2 separate regions of the Mus musculus genome follow, and region 1 is linked to region 2. Evidence: chromatin contacts called from public ChIA-PET data. All regions are on one chromosome and are shown on one strand. Each heading gives the region's core, a stretch centred on a gene start, on an enhancer-like site or on the middle of the called end of the contact. The rest is flanking DNA. Distances are from core to core; before and after follow the strand shown. Region 1 overlaps Slc13a3 (solute carrier family 13 (sodium-dependent dicarboxylate transporter), member 3). Region 2 holds the start of Elmo2 (engulfment and cell motility 2).

What was found. ChIA-PET counts read pairs in DNA pulled down with a chosen protein or histone mark.
Region 1: a contact with region 2 is called in an RNA polymerase II ChIA-PET map of memory CD8 T cells, with 30 read pairs. The contact joins the enhancer-like site here to the promoter of Elmo2 in region 2. A contact is called at or near these places in 5 of 39 promoter capture datasets (cranial neural crest, embryonic stem cells, epiblast stem cells and 2 more), 1 of 484 Hi-C or Micro-C datasets (CD4 T cells), 3 of 115 datasets of contacts at active chromatin or transcription factors (bone marrow-derived macrophages, effector CD8 T cells and memory CD8 T cells) and 1 of 9 other capture datasets (liver).

The regions. Positions count from the first base shown.
Region 1 is chr2:165,450,943-165,455,117 of GRCm38.p6, forward strand. The region is part of intron 1 of Slc13a3 (solute carrier family 13 (sodium-dependent dicarboxylate transporter), member 3); the gene reads right to left. All of the region lies in intron 2 of Gm14437 (predicted gene 14437), which reads left to right. Among named protein-coding and RNA genes, the nearest start is that of Gm14437, 11 kb to the left of the region's middle. Within about 2 kb of position 2,254, at least 65 of the 459 cell types and tissues checked have an H3K27ac peak or open chromatin away from gene starts, as enhancers often do. A contact at or near this core is called in bone marrow-derived macrophages, effector CD8 T cells and memory CD8 T cells, where this site is marked.
Region 2 is chr2:165,323,637-165,327,885 of GRCm38.p6, forward strand. Elmo2 (engulfment and cell motility 2) reads right to left here and starts at 2,843. Exons shown (of 21, transcript NM_080287.2): 1 at 2,782-2,843.

The DNA.
Region 1 (4,175 bases), core at 1,004-3,503, 130 kb after region 2:
CCCAGAGCCTGTCTAAGGCAAACCCAGCTAACAAGGGCTACCATTGTCTACCCAGCATCCATCTGCTGCGTTCGGAGGCTGGCAGATGGAAACATAGGTTGTTCTGTTGTGGTCTGGTTTTTGGTTTTGTGAAGTACCAGGGTTGGAACCTAGGGCTTTGCACATGCTGGATCATCCTCTGACTCTGAGCTATGTCTCTAGCTATATTTTTGCTTTGTAGATTTTAAGACAGAATTTCACTAGTTGCCCCTGTTGGCCTTGACCATATGGTATAGCCTAGGCTGGCCTTGAACTTAGAATCCTTCTCCCTCAGCCTCCCAAGTATCTAGGGTTACAGGTCTGAGTCACCATTTCTTGTAGGAAATAATATATTTCATTGTAAAATGTGTGTGTGTGTGTGTGTGTGCGCGCGTGTGCGCGCACGTGTGTGTATGCGTACATGTGCGTGTGTGTGCACATATTGGTGTGTAGAGGCCAATGTCAGGAATCAACCTTAGGAATGTGGTCTTCCTTCTCTGAGCCAGGGTTTCTCATTGGCTGGAGCTCATTGACTAGACTAACTTGGCTTTCCTCCTCCTCCATCAGGCAGAGAAAGAGAGGAAGGTGGAGCTGAGATTTGGGGGAGAAAGGGAGAGAGAGAGAGAGAGAGAGAGAGAGAGAGAGAGAGAGAGAGAGAGAGAGAGAGAGAGGATGCAGAGGAGACGAAGAAGGAAAGTAGAGCAGAAGCACCTGGCCTGGAGAAACCACAAGTTCTAAGGGGTCTCTAATGTGGGGAAGATGGTAGTGTAGCGGTAGATCTGCCCAATCTAGGCGCACAGCATGCATTCATATTAATTGAGTTGTGTTATCATTCCCCAGGCTTATTTAGGTTGGAGATTCACCGCAACACTGATCAGGTTTTATGTAATCTCTATCAGATGCCCAGGCACATCAGCTAAGGTCATGTAAGATATTCCCAAGGTGGATTCCAAGGGCAGGGAAGTTTCAAACAACTGTTCTCCTTAGCACCCACTAAAGCTCCATGATAGGTGTATTGGATGCTGACAGGTTACAGACTCATATCTGCATTTGTTTAATGCAGGTTTTCAAGATGCAGTTATCTACAGTACTCCCTATGCTCAGCTAGTACTCCATGGAAGTGGCTAGAAAATCAGCCTGACTGAATGTAATCTGAGAAGATTACAGCATCCAATGAGAGTTCTTTATGCTGTCTTCCATGGTAGAGCCAAAATTTCACGAGAAGAGGGTCCCTGTTTGCTGTGTCTCATTCTCTTCTGTGTTCCAGAACCTAACATAGTCTTCAACATACTTAGTGCTTGTGTCTGCAGTGGAGAATGGGTAAATAAACACATGAATGAGTGGCTGACAGATGAATGGGCTGATAGATGTATGTGTAGATGGGTGGATAGATGGATGAATGGACAGATGGATGCACGAGTAGGTAGATGGATAGATGAGTGGGTGGATGGACAGATGGATGGATGAGTGGGTGGATGGATAGATGGATGGATGAGTGGGTGGATGGATAGATGGATGACTGGGTGGATGGATGTATTGATGGATGGACAGATGAATGAATTGTCGGATGGATGAGTGGATGGGTGAATAGATTTGTTGATTGATGGATGAGTAGATAGATGGAAGAATCAGTGGGTGGATAGATGAGAGGATGAGTGGGTACATAAGAGACTGATGGATGGTTGGATGAGTGAATGGGTAGAAGATGGAGGTGGGTACTCTTGGATAGACCTTAGGCCAGAGCTTCTGGATACAGAGACTGGAAAGTAAATATCTCCCCTAACTGCAGTAGGGCAGGTGGCTGCAGTCATGGTTGTAGACTCCCAGCCGCAGGACAAAACAGCATACTTGGTGGTAGGTGTGGCCCTAGGTCCTGTTTGAGATTGCAGAGGAATAATTAGCTACAAGCCAAACAGGGAAAGCTGGGTGACCTGTCAGGAGGCACTCTCAGCTCCACTTCAGAAAACGCACACGTCCACGGAGTCCAAAGGTCAGGCCCTCTCCTGTCCTGCGGCCTTTGGGTATTTGTTTCTCAGGGGACACTCAGATCCCAGAGGAGACTTGTGGGGCCATAGAGGAGTCTTGCAAATCGGACCCTCTGACTAATCGGAAGTTGGTGTGTTTGGGGGCTGTGTGCACATATAAAAACCCAGCTTAAAACTCAGGCAACAATGTGGTTTCCTGGCTAGTACCACTCAGGCTGAGACTCATCAGACAAAAGCCTAGAGGAGGCCTCATGGGGACTAGAGCATCAAAGCAAGCGGTGACAAAGAAACTGAACCACCTCGTGCTGACAACTTAAGGGAAACAAGTGTCTTGAAAACGTAACTCACTCAGCTCTAAGAATAGAACTAGAAAAATAAAATATTCCAATATCTCCTTAAGAAATCAAACCAATCATTAAGTCCCCTCCTCCCCTCTCTTCTTCCCCCTACCCTGCTGGTTTCTGCCTTTACTCTGCTGAACAGAAGTGGAATTGACAGGGTTGTGCCTTGCACACTGTTCTTTGAGAATAGACAAGGAAGCCACTTCCTGTTTCAGTCTATGGGCTCACACTGTTCTTTGAGAATAGACAAGGAAGCCACTTCCTATTTCAGCATAACTCAGGGTTGCCTTGACAAGGGTGTTACAAGAAAAGAAAGTAGAATGGAATATTTACAAGACAGGGTTCATGAGATTACCGAAAACATCCATCTGAGAGCCCGAGTCCTGTTTCCTTCTGTATCCTGACTCATGTCATTGGGTAGATATGTCATGGCGGTAGCAATGACACCCAGAGACATTTCCAGAACATTCCCTAAGTTCCAGGCCCCTCACACACATAGGCTCAGTTAGTGTCCCCCAACAACTTCTATGGGGGTGCTATTCCTTCCCGACTCTCTTCATAGAGGATTGCAGAAAGCCTTCAGTTTCAGTCATGTCCAGCAAGCCAAGGCCTGTCGCAGCTCCTGGGTTGCTGAGTCTGCCCAGGAGTCTTGATTTCCATATTCTCCCCTACAGACTCCATCTGTACAGATCTCCTTCTTGGAGGCATTGACCATGACAGGAAGCCGGAAAGGCAGCAGGCCTTGGGCAGCACACGGGTCAGGAACAGGTTTCATTATTTTTCTGGTTAGCATCTGGAACACTGATGGTGACCCCAAATATCTTTGCTTGCCTAGCTGAGCATCCTATGTACAATGGATTAAAAATTCCAGGTTGCTGATGAGGGACACTGTGCCTTACCTCCTCCCAACCAAGCTGGGTCTGGGGGACAGACCTGATTCAGAGCAAAGCTCTTGAACACTTAAGGTTAGCAGGATTAGTAGGTGGGAGGCACATGGGTATGAGTCTTTTCTACTGTGATCACCTTTGCTGGGGCAATCAGAGATCAGCCACAAAAAGGGATCGAGTAGAACAAGAAGCCACCTTTGATGATGAGAGAAAAGAGCTAAGTTCACCCCCGGTATGAAGACGAAGCCACTGCTGTGGGATTAGCATTAGGCGGACCCTCATGTGGGTAGATGCATCCTCAGAGCAGATCAGTACATTGGTTTCTGGGCAGTGGCAACATCTTTCTTTACTGTTCATGCAACCTGGGGGAGGGGATGTCCTGAGCTATGTGACAGTACAGAGTAGAGGTTAGCTGACTGTAGAGACTCCCAGGACCCTTGGCAGGAAGCAGGTTGTCTGTGGCAGGTGCAGAGCAATGATGGTCGTGCTCAGCACTGGGACTGGTGATCACTGATTTAATTAAAAGATACAGTTTAAAGTTGCTGTGTATCCCAGGTTGACCCTGACTCAGCGTCCCAAGTCACCTCAGAATACAGGATGACAGGAGTATGTTACCACACCCAGCCTGGGATGCACTCTGACTAAAGGAGACATAAAAGCCCAAACCTAGCCCTAGCATGTGACATTCTTCACACTGGGTTCCAGCAGTAGTGCAAGGGTAATGTTCCCGCACTTTCCTCCAAGACTTGGTTCTAAGAGAACGGCCTTAAGGATATGGTGAGCAGCCAGCTGACCTGCACAAACCTGCTAGGAGGAGTAAGAGAGAATGGAACGGGGATGAGAATAATAAACCCAAGGAAGAATTGTGCTACAGAGTGGGAGCCACAGAGCTAATGCTCCTCCATGAAAGGTTACAGCAGAGGTGATGGCCTCCCTGAAACTAT
Region 2 (4,249 bases), core at 1,593-4,092:
AGGGAACTGAGGTCCAGAGGAATTGGCAAGGCCAGGCCGGGACACCAGTTAGGGACAGCAAAAAAGGCCCAGCCTCCACTTCTGGGTCAGTCCTCTCCTGCCACACAGCTCTGCTGCAAGCACGAGTGTCTCTGCACTGGCTGTGGAGGCAGGGAATGGGCTGTTTATCAGCCTTGACCCCGTCACACAGCAATAGCATTGAGTGGTTAGGGGCTTGCATCCTGGAGACCTGCATTTGGATCCCAGTTCTGACAACCTCCCTATTATAGTCAAGCCAAGGATTAGAACCAACTGCTCCCTGTAAAAGCCCTGTGACCATGAAATGGGATAATACCTGCAAGGCCCTGCATACAGTACCTAGCACAGAGTAAGAAGGATTCTAACCATGTGAACAGAAACACTGCAACCACACAGGCCAGCACTGAGGAGCCCTCAGGCCGTGGGGGAGGAAACCCCACAGAAAACATGCTGTTTTCCGTAGCAGCCCAGCACAATGACGTACATACGGTTACTCAGCCAATAGGTCAGAGCCGCTCCAATTCAGTGAGCACTCCCAGAGGGTTGAGGAATTCAAGAGCCTTAAGCAGCCAGGCAGGTAAATAAACCATGCAGCTCACACACAGGGACCCAGCAAGCTAAGAAGTGCTACCCAGCATAGAAGTTCAAGCTTAGTTGGGGGGGTGGGGGGCAGGGGAGACAGATACATTTCTTCATGCAGCTGGGCCAAGATGCCGCTTGGCAACTTCTGACACTCCTCTCCCACCATGCGCTTTCCTACACGTATGCTCGTCCTCTTACGAAACATGATCTTGTCTTTCCAAGACCACCCTGGGCATCCTGAAGACTAGGGCTGTCACTTCACTGTCCAAGGGGCCTCAAGGGGCCAAGTACTGACCTCATGGAGAAAACTCCCTTGTGGAGCGACTGAGAATTAACCCGCCCTGCTGGCAACTCCAGTCCCAGTATCCCCAGCATCTCTGAGCTCTTACAGGCCACAGGTTTTCTGCTCCAACCCTGGGACCAGGATGCATTAATGCGGGTGGGTGAGCCAAGGGATCGTCGGTGACTTGGTCAGAGGAGGTCTTGCCTGGTGGGTTTTTCTTTTTGAGCTGGAGTCTCACTCCACTGCCCAGGCTGGTTTTGAACTCCTGTATTCAAGGGATCCTTCTGCCCTAGCTAGCCTTTACAGTGCTCTGGCTACCGGTGCATACCTCCAAACCCAGGGCAGGTATTTCTTACCTATGTTTGCTCGTGAGCCACCCAGGAAGATATGACCTAGGCACAGAGCGTGTCAGAGTATGCTAAATACTGGTATCATCATTTTTAAAAGCAGTCTAGTCTTCATACCCTGCACCCCAAACTTTCTTGGCACCTCTTAGAAGCAGCATCAAACATAAAAAGAATAACAAGATTCAAGAGCAACAGACAAGCTGGGCATGGTAGAACATGCCCTTAATCAGAGGCCAGCTTGGTCTACAGAGATTGTTCCAGGACAGCCAGGGCTACACAGAGAAACCCCTTCTTGAACCAGCCCTGTCTCTTTTGCTCCAAACGGTAGAATGAATCTGGGCAGGTAAACTCTTTTAGGATCTTTGCTATTTTTAATCTGTAAATGCAAATAATGATAGTCTCCTCAAAAGACCACAACTCGAACTAAACGCCCTCACATTTGCACACTACTGAGCACTTCACAGCCAAGGCAGCCACCCTAGCAATGTGGTTACTGACCGACCACTTGACAAATGGCTGCCGTGCTTCTTCTGAGAAGCAAGAAGTGCTGTCCCAAGAGTGAGGCACACCAGAGCTCAAGAAGTTAGCACACACACACACAAACAGTCAACAACTCCATTAACGTGATTTTACATTGGTTATGTGAATTCCTAATTATAATCTGAAATGTATTAACTAAAGCATGAGTAAATTATTCCACTTACATATTTTACATTCCTGAGATGTGACTGTTAGAAAAGTTTAATTAACAAATGTGACTTGCATTATTTCTCTTTTGGAGAGCCCAGGTTGGCCTAGTGCCCGGCACACAGAAAGCATTCCAAAAGGTGGCTTCCACCCACAACAGATGGGATGTCAGGGGCTGCGGCTGCATCCCCCAGGCAAACTCTAGCCCTTCGTTCATTCATTTAGTAAACATCTATAGTGTCTGGCCTGCTGAGACGCTGTGGGTGCATGGAGCAACATCAGGTAAGGTCTTCTTCCTCCTGGGCATTCCTACCTGCTGGGACAGGCAGACGTCAATCAACACTTTCAAACTGTTGAAAGCTACTGATGTGTAGGGACACCAGAATGTTCAGAGTGTCGCACCAGGGTCAGAACTCGGGACCCCGGAAGCCTTCGGAAGGAAGACTGGGAAGATGAAAAAAAGTTTACTAGACTAGACGTAGGGGCGGCGGACTCTGAGGGTGGCCAGAGCGAGGGATGGAGAAGGAACAGAACCAGGCCGGGAGCAGCCTAAGCCTAGGGAGGGCGGCGAAGGACCAGATCTGCAGGGCCCGGAAAAAGGGGAGGGTGGAAACCAGCACCGGAGCACCCCGGGCATTGCAATGCTGCGGGAAGAAGCGAATGAGAGCGGCCTGGACCGAAGCCGGGCAGTGGAGAAGGAAAGAGGGCCGGTACCGACCGCAGGGGGATTACCGGATCGGCACCGTGCCCGGGCTTGGAGGTCGGGCAGACGCTGCCCTCCGCCTCAACCCCAACCTCGGTCCCCGGCTCCCAACCCTCAACACTCTGTCTCTCTGCCTCGAGCCCCGAGCGTCCCTCACTCACCCGGCACCCGCCGAGGCCCAGCTCCGCGCCCGCGTCCCGCCGCCGCTCCACTGGCCCCGTCTGCCCCGCCCTCCTGAAGCCCCGCCCTGCGAAGGGCGGCCCGGGCTTCTATTGCTCCGCTTTGCTGTCAAGATGAAAAGTCTCGCTTTCACTGGGTTGTTTGTCTGTCAATAAAAGGGAGGCGGGCCTAACTGAGGGCGCGGGCTGGAGCGACGCCGGCTGGCCCCTCCCCTCCGCGGAGGCCTCTTAAAGAGACAGACTACCATTCTTCTGCAGGCTATTGGGTCTAAAGGAACGTGATTTCCCAGCAGACACTAGAGGCTGCTCCCCACCCAAACTTTTTTTCTCTTTTATTTCTGTACACAGCCTCCGGGTGAAGGAGGTTGGAGGGGCGGGGAGGGGGCGCGCTCTGGGTCCTTGAGACCCATTGTTGTAAGGAGCAAGCTATCCTCTGGTGATGCTCACCTGATCCGACTCAACGATGGGAATAGCTGATTTAGGGAACTGAGTGGGAGGTGACAGTCGTGTCAGAGGCTATGAGCAGCCGCGGCTGCTCACTACGGAGATGGAGCTAATTATACCGGCACCCAGGGCTGACCGTGGGCGCTGAGCAGAGGCAGAGGGGTACAGCTCAGCTGTGCTGTTGGTAGGGATCCGTGGGAGGTGGCGTTCGTCACCGCACCTGCGGATCTAACAAGGCCGGGCACAGCGCCAAGGACTCACTCCTGCCATCTCCCTTAAAGCTCACAGCAGGCTGGTAGGGAGGGCTAGTATGCGATCCCCAGTTGCAGAAGAAAAGACTAGGGGTCTTATGGGACCAACTAACTATACAACCGGTGACTATACAGCAAGACGCTATCTCCCTGTTTAACTCCAAATTTTGTTTTTTTTAATCATTTCTCTTAGCAGATCCTTAGGACAATGCCAGAAGACAGACATTTTGTTATCCATTCTGTAGAGACTCGGCTGGCCGCTCAGCAGAGAGATGGAAATAATGGCTACCTTTTACTGTCTTTGAAGCAGTTTTACAGGCACAGTTACATTGACTCCTGCAATTGAATTGAATTGAAGCGGATTCTTATCAGCTGGTGAACAGGATGGTGCCCAGGAAGCAAAGCTCCCCTCCCACAATCACAGTGCTAATAAGGCCTGTGCAGGGGCCGGCCAGTCACACTTCCAATAGGTTCACATACTGCCTGCTTCCAGCCAGTCTCTGTCTTTGTTTTATCGAAAGCCACCCAGGATAAAGCATATGGCCGTGTTCCAAAATAGCTTTACGCTGGAACATAGGGTAGCCACCCTTGTCTGCAGCACCATTCTGGACCCCAGGTCCTTTGCTGCTCTGTGGGAGCCTCATACGACCCTATCAGATTCACATTATTATCTCTTATTGTCCTCCGTAGTCTTGTGAGCATCCTCTTTGTGGTGGGTTGTTTATTTCTTTGTTTGCTGCCTATTTTGAAACAGG